Regions from separate parts of the Gossypium hirsutum genome. Here region 2 is linked to region 1. Evidence: chromatin contacts called from public Hi-C data. All regions are on one chromosome and are shown on one strand. The core of a region is the stretch at or near the end of the contact, and the rest is flanking DNA. Distances in the headings are between cores, read along the strand shown. Region 1 holds the start of LOC107900238. Region 2 holds the start of LOC107897628 (tubby-like F-box protein 2).

What was found. Hi-C and Micro-C count contacts between places; a contact is called where the count stands out from the background.
Region 2: a contact with region 1 is called in a Hi-C map of leaf, with 1.9 times the contacts expected there. The contact joins the promoter of LOC107897628 here to the promoter of LOC107900238 in region 1. A contact is called at or near these places in 4 of 34 Hi-C or Micro-C datasets (callus and leaf).

What each region holds. Positions count from the first base shown.
Region 1 is chrA10:19,089,066-19,093,390 of Gossypium_hirsutum_v2.1, reverse strand. LOC107900238 reads left to right here and starts at 2,083. Exons shown (of 3, transcript XM_016825925.2): 1 at 2,083-2,462; 2 at 2,558-2,691; 3 at 2,784-3,126. The coding sequence starts at 2,287. The coding sequence ends at 2,857. It overlaps LOC107900636 (splicing factor 3B subunit 4), which reads right to left. Exons shown (of 12, transcript XM_041078947.1): 12 at 4,246-4,325. It overlaps LOC107900635, which reads left to right. Exons shown (of 2, transcript XM_041078948.1): 2 at 1-608. The coding sequence ends at 135.
Region 2 is chrA10:19,525,925-19,529,827 of Gossypium_hirsutum_v2.1, reverse strand. LOC107897628 (tubby-like F-box protein 2) reads left to right here and starts at 2,169. Exons shown (of 4, transcript XM_016823143.2): 1 at 2,169-3,401. The coding sequence starts at 3,057.

The sequences.
Region 1 (4,325 bases), core at 834-3,333:
CTTTATTTTAGTAACTACTGGCTTTCATGTATCCCAATATGCCTTGGTATTTTCCTTCCCATACGCTTGAGAGGTTGTAGGCAGGCTGTGGTCAAGAAGAGAGAGAGAAAGTTTCTATTACCCTTGTCCATGTGATCCGTTTTAAGCGCTAAAAGTAGTTTGATTCATTATTTGAGCTGCCCGTGGATGGCTTATTACTTGTTTTAACAAATGGGGCGAATTCAGACATTGACAAAATTGATCTTGGTCGGTGAAGACTGTTGCCTACCTTCTTTTAAAGTAGATGGTACAACTTATTGTTCATTTTTCTTCACAAAACTATACTTGAAGCCCATGGTCATTTGCCATACACTTTGAACCTGTAACATTTGACAGTTCTGTATACAACAAAAAGAACGATATGCCTATAAAATGAAAGCAAGAGAGAGAGGGAACATTGAAGAAGAAAAGAAACCATTTTCGGATTGAATTGGCAAGGGAGGTTGAAAGAAAATTTGCCATTCTTTTAAGTGGTTGTATGAAGCAATATGCTTCAATTTTCTTGAGGGTTGTCCTTGTTACCGAGTATTAATAAGTATAATTTCATAACCTTGTTGATTTTTCTTCTACTATCCTCTCATTTGAATACACTGTTTTAGTTTATAAACTTGTGGATTTCAGTCTTTTTTGCTTCACAGTTGAGATTCAAATATGAGAACTAGATGGAATATTAGAACCAATATTGCTCCACAAATTGAACGGGAAATGGATTAATGGCCCTCTTTTATCATCATGTGGCTGAGGCTCCAGACATATCCTTTTTTCTGGCATTTTATTGTCGCAGATGTCTTTTAATTGCACCAGACTTGTTTTTTCTCCACTGGAGTTTCACAACATTGTTTGTATTTCTTTACCATTTATTAACTTAATATATAATATCTTATTATCAAAATTTTCAAATTAAAATTTTTTAATTATTTTGATTTAATTTTTTTAATATAATAAATAAATTTACATATTTATATATTAATTAATCAAAATATTTAAATAAATATATAAATAATGTATAAATAATGTACCTATATTTTTGTAATTTTAACATTTTTAGTTATTTATTAAATTTTCAAATATGTTATAAGTTGCATTACCCGTAAATATTACTCTAATATCTTTAATGGTTATTTTAATTTATTATATTTCATTTTGTTACCACTGCAATGATTAAATCTAAACACGTCTCACTTTTGACTTTAATTTTATTGCTGTAATACCCTAAGTTTGTAGGAATTGATACTAAGGAATTGCTAGTATTAGAGATTAGAGACCATGCTTGACGGTAAAGCCTGGAAGGCGTCAACCACTAGTATCAACCCTCTAGTGCATTTACAATGACAGTGGCTTATCTCTAATGAAGGAAGAATTCCTAGTATCAATTTTGATTTACAAGGTTAAAATATAATACAAAAGAAGCAAAGCAAAGGAGTTGCCGATCAATGAAAGTGAACACAGAGTCAAGCACTCAAGAACAGAGGTCACGCTTAAAGGCAAAGCCTAAAAAGGCACCAACCACCAATATCAACCCTCTAGTGCATTTACAATGACAGTGGCTTGTCTCTAATGAAGGAAGAATTCCTAGTGTCAATTTTGATTTACAAGAGCAAAGGCCTCCATTAACGGTAATAAATGTAAGTCCAAACTTGTAGGGGTTAGGAGGCCCTCCCTCCTTGTCCTTCGCCATTTCCTCATTGTCACATTTTCCTTTCCACGGCAGTGTAGCTCCGTGTACGAGACCAAGTTTTGTGAATGTTTTGTTTAATTCGGGCAATAAGTTCCATCCAGCTAAACCATGTATATTGGGCCTTCTTTTTCGAGCACCAATGAGTCACTTTAATTTCTTCTCAATTTCCAATGGGCCTTGTCGTTTTTGTTTCCGTCAACAGACAGAAACTCACCTTTCCTTTACCCTTAATTTTTTAATTTCGTTTATCATAATCCTTTTTCCCTTTAATTAATGTCCGAGATTGCCTACTTCATCCATCAGGCTTGGTTCACACCGTTCCTTGTCGAAATATTAGAGGCCTAAGTGTCGGCAACTAGTGGTTTCTGTAGAACCCGTATATTTCATTGGCCCTCCTCGAGTGCCATCTGGGTCATGGACATTCATCAGAAACTACATTTCCTACACTCCACACCTGTCCATTAACATTTTCTACGTGTCTTAACATAACAAGAAAGAAGGTTTCTAGTATTGTCCTTTTAAGTAAACAATGTTCAATAATTTCACAACCCGAAAGAAGGTAGGCGGAAATGAAAGCCATCCGATCGGTTCGAGCTCAGCCACCAGCAGTTTTCACTCCATCTCTGCGAGCTTCTTTAAGTCATCATAAAAGTTCAGTGATCAGCTTCAGGCCAATCATCACAAGTTGTTCCAAGCAACCAGAAAGCATGGAGCAGAAAGACGAAAAGCCTGAACAAAAACCTGGGTTAGAATATATTAATTAAGATGTTGCTTCTCTTTTTCTTCCCATGTCTACTACTACTACTAGTGGTTTTGAAACTGTTTGTTTCATGTGTTAAGGGATGTCATGTCTGAGTCATTCGGAGAGGGATATGCTACGAGATCAGATGAAGAAGGATTTGGAGGAATTTATGGAGAGAACGAGAGTATATCTGACATAAAAAAAAACAAGGAGATTCATGGAAGTCACCCAGGTTAGTAGTAGAGTAGAATGGTTAGGTAGTAGTAAGTAAAACTTGTTTTAATTGAACTGTATTTGATTTGTGGGTGGGTGCAATGCATGAAGCTTATGACAAGACGCAGGGGAGTGAAGTGAAGGAGAAGGAGAAAGCCAGGAATCAAACTCACGCTTCCTCTTAACCCATGGATGGAAAACCCAACTATGTTCACAAGTACCCTCCTCCATTTTGTTTCATGTGCGCCTTACCTTGCATTAGTTTATTATCTTCAGTTTTTTACTGCAGTTCTATATATGTAAGGGTTATTACACGGCTTAAGCTGTTACCAAACTTTCTCCTAAACAAACATCTTTAGCTGTATCTGTGAAAGCCCTAAAGCCTTCCTCCATCACCCGTCTATTGTTTTTTTTGCTCTTTTTACGTTATAAATTAATGGTTAAATTTCAGCTCTATCCTTCTAATTTCCATGTTCCGCTCAAATTTTAGATTTTATTTTTATATTTTAATTTTGATATAATTTCACATACTAACTTCTAAATGAGCCCAGCTTTTCGATTTGATCGAGTTGAATTTTTTTCAAACTCAGACGTGGTTTTTCATTTTTTTAGAAAATGCTCCAATTTTAATTTTTTTGATTTAAATATTTAAATCAAAATATTAATATAAACTTTTTTAATAATACTATTCTAATAGAAAAATATATATTTCAATGATGATTTCGAATGGTTTTTTTACTAAAAATTAATTATTATTTTTCACATTATTTTTATTACTATATAATTAATTGTTTTTATGTTTTAAAATACCATATCAAAGAATTTAATCGAAAATTTTAATAGTGTTGATTTAGTCATCTTATTTTTATTTTTAAATTTAATTTTTTGATAACTCAACTTTTAATATAAACATTTCTTTTTAATTAAAATGTTTATGTACATGTATTTAAATACACAAGCTTTTACTTTTTTATTGAAATTTTACAATAATGAGATCTTTATATTATTCTTACATTATATTTTATATAATGGAATAGTTAACCTAGATATGTTATTATAATTAAAATGCTGACATGTATGTATTTTTATTTTTATTAATATTATATAATAATAATGAAATTTCAATTTTCTTTGGGAATTAATTTTTCATATAATTTAGTACTTTAATTTTTTAATGTATTTAACTTATTTTATTTTAACTGTGAATTTTTAAGAATAGTTAATATTATTATAACTATTTATTAAATTTAAGATCATAGCAATATTATTTTTTTATTATATAATTATCAAGTAATTATTATTCGATGATAAATTTAATAAAAGAATTTTAAATGTATTAACATTTAAATTTAAATGGAGAAAGTAAAAAAGGAAACCTTGCAAACGAAAGTACTGAAATTAAATAAAAAATAATGAAAAATATGAGAATCTAGAGTATATTTTGACTCTTAAATGGTTACTCTAATTTACGTGAAGCATGGCGGAAACCATAAAAGAATTAAAGGATACTTGATTGAACTCAAATTACATATGTACGTTATTTTACACATTGAAAGAAGAAAAGGCTTTGATCTGCAATGAAACGATCATGCTTGGTGACAAAAAATGTTTACCAATCATTGAACGAACGATTAAATTTAGGAGTCTAATTTT
Region 2 (3,903 bases), core at 920-3,419, 440 kb before region 1:
TTCTTTTTCATTTTTTTACATTGTTTGTATTTGTAGATGTCAATTTGAACTTTTGTTTTAGGTCTTGTGGTAAGTATTCGAAATTGAAATTTTAAATTATGCATTATTTAAATAATGGCATCATTTTTCGGTTTCTTTTTTTTAAAAACTATAATTATAGGGTGTGCTTCATATTTTTAAGAGGTTTTGTAGTTATTTAAGAAGACGACGACTTATCAAAGAAGATTTTTTCCCTAATCGAAGGCTTTTTATATAAATATTTGTTTATTTAATTTTCTCTATTTTACTTGTTCGTTATTTATACAAGTCGAACCCCAACAATAACATCTGTCTTAGCATAATTTTAGGGGCATGGATGATAGTTTGTGTTTTTAAAATTTGAATTAAATAAATGTTTTGTTTATTTAAATAAAAATGGATAATATAATAAATTATTCATTAAATTCTGTTGATATATTTAAATTAGATTCTAGTAGTTAATTCTTTTTAACAAATATATACTTAAAAATAAATAATATGAAAAACAAATGAGATTTTAGTTTGAATGATAAAATTGAGACTTTGAAGATTGTGATGTACTTAAGATTAAGTTCCATTATGTGTGGGTATTCTAGTTTGAATTAACTCTTATTGATTTTATATAAAAATGTATAAAAAATCTTGTTAATGTAAGTTATTCTCCAATTAAGGGTGTGTTTGATAAACTGAAAAAATTAAGTATTGAAATTTTATTGTTAAATTTTATAAGTCCTAAATTTATATTAGAATTTTTTTTGGTAAACTAGTAAATATAAGTACCGAATATAATTATATTGTTTGATAAAAGTGAAAAATTATTTAATTTTTAATTTTAAACTCATTAATATAATATATGATATTATTTTGGATAAAATATAAATATGGTAATTTAAATATCTCAATTTTTTAAATAAAATAAAATAAAATCTAACTTAATATTTTCTAATAGGTAGCTACCTCCCTATTAAGTATAAAAAAATTAGAATGATTATCAAACACATTTAAAATATTAAATATTGAAAATTTTTAATGCTTTAACAAATACACCTTAAATTGATGTTCAATTGACTTATAACATTACCTCAATCAAACATTTAAAAGATAATATAGATAAATAAATCATTATATTACACTTAATTAAGCTTTCAACTTTAAATAGAATCCAAATAAACCTTTTAATTTTTTAACTTTTATCTAAGTAATCCCTTAAATTCATCTTTATTTTATTCTTAAATAAAAACCAATATTTTGTTTAAAAATAAAGCTAAATTAAATCAAAATACTAAGGGTTTATTTGGGTACAACAAAAGTATAAGGAGATTATTTAACAAAGTAATTTTAATTTATGGATTTATAAAAATATAAACAAGAAAACTAAAATTTTGTGTCCTTTCGCATTAAGGCCTAAGCATCGCTTTTAGACGTAAAAGCAAGGTCAAACAACCAGGTTTTTTTTTTTTAATCTAAATTGGATGTAGAGGTGTTTTTGAGTTGGATGAAAGTTCGAATCTTAAGAAAATTTTCTATTCCAAATTTAAGCTTAAGTTGTTAGGTCTATTTAAGAGTGTTTAAATAACGGTTAAAATTAAATTAATCTATTAAACTGATCTAATTTAGTTAATCGATCTAATTCGATCGAAGGTCCGTTAATATTTGTTAGGACGGTCGGTAATCGGTTAATTCGATTTAAAATCAAGTAATTAACTTAATTAACTAAACTTCATAATTAATAATACAAATTATATTTAATTTTAATTCGGTCAAATGAAGATAATTTATTTTTATATGTTTGATATTTTTTTAACCAACCGATCAAAACCATATAAATTTCAATTCGATTAATGGTTAAAAAATTAAAAAATTTACAGATAATACACTTTAATACGTTCGAATTTATGTGCTCTTATATTGGATACAATATTAATACCGATCCAGATAAAACTTAATCTGCATAAATTAATTTATGTGTATTATCAATTGATTTACATAATTTTAAAAAACCATATCCAAATCTAAAACAGTCGAAATAATAAATACTAGCTAAGTGATATTTTGAGAAAAGAGATTTTCTTCTATTTTAATAAATTTGAAAAATGAATTTAGGGAAGGAGGAAAACATTGATTTGAAAGCTTTTTTTTTTTTCAAAGAAGATGTCCCATCACATACTGATCCGATTGGAAGAATTATTATCAACACTTGATTGATTCATTCCCACGTGTTTTAACATCATATTTTTAACTCTTAAAAAATGGTCAGTGTGAGTGATAAGACTGACATATCATCTCCATTGCAACAATTAATCAAAAACTCATCCAAAATAATACTATTATTATTATTATTCTAAACCCTAAAAGAAAAAAAACTGTGGATCTGCTTTTAAGTAACTGAAAAGTGAGAGAGAGACACAGCACTTTGACTGTCTGATCTCGGAGAAAGCTGGTGGTTGAGGTGGTCGCGCAGGTTGTTGGAACGCCGGCTCTGACGGTGGTTGAAGGGTGGCTTAGGGGCTTGCAATGACCTAGCCATCTCATGATTCCCACTGATAAAAAAATTAAAAGGAAGAAGAAAAGTTGGCATTTTTTTTACCATTTATAACAATTTCTTTCACTGCTATATATATATATTCCTATTGGTTTGACGTATTGCTTATACTGTGGGCCGTGTGGGGATGTATCTGAGCTGTTTCTGTTTTGGGTTGATTGATTTGAACCGGTGGGCTTAGAACTGGTTTCCACATTTCTTTATTCTCAAGCTTTTATCTTTTTGGGTTGATGATTCAGGTAAAAGGAGATTCGTTTATGTGTACTTTTATGTCATTATTGGTGTTTTGATCTTTGGGTTTCAGTTCTCTCTGTTTTCTGGGTGCTATTGTTACCAAAGTTGCAAAATTTTGATCTATGGAGTTTGATTTGATAGAAATTTGCTTTTAGTTGAGCTGAGATATAAAATAATGCAGAAAATTTTATCTTTTTGGTTTTCTCTTGTTATATATACGCAGTTGATTATATAGAGATTGGCCTTGGTATGCTTATAAAAGATGTTACTGAAGATTATGATGCGAGAGTTGAAGGAAATGAAAGATGGGATTGGGAACATATCAAAGAGAGGTGGAGAAAGCAAGCTTTGGCGAAGCCGGACACGTTCCCATGTCGTTCCGGACCAGCCACAGGAATGTGCCGAGCAAAGCCCTTGGTCGAATCTGCCCCTGGAATTACTCTTAGATATCATCCACAGAGTGGAAGAGAGTGAAACAGCTTGGCCTGCTCGAGCTGCTGTTGTTTTTTGTGCTGCAGTTTGTAGGTCTTGGAGGGAAATTACAAAGGAGATTGTGAAGACTCCCGAGCAATGTGGGAGGCTCACATTTCCAATCTCACTGAAGCAGGTTATACACTTTTCCTATTGAAATTTTTTCCATTTTGATTCCAAACTAGAGGATTTGTAGGTAAATTATATTAAGGGGACGGAAAAGAAACACTCCCATATGTGTTTTGGTCCCTTCGAATAAAGGATAAACGAAGCTGCAAAAGGTTGAAGAAAGTTAGGAGGGTTGCCGGAGTTGGTTCCCGGGCGTGCTCTGATTTAAGTCAGCGGATATCGGGAAAGTGCTCCTTCCAATATTTGCGGACTTGAGCATTAGATCATGTTTCGGATTATTCACTCCAGTGCCCATCGACTTTCCTCTATTGTTTGTACAATCTTTCCAAAAGACCATCAACAATATGCATCTATGTCAAGAACTTACTAATTTTTTGTTATTTAATATGTCTTGCTCTGGCATTTCTATCATGAAATGATCATTGGGGTGATAGTTGCATGATAAAAACTTTCAAATGCAGCACATAAAGCTAAATCTAAATTTTCGTTTCCTGCTGTGTAAGTTGGCA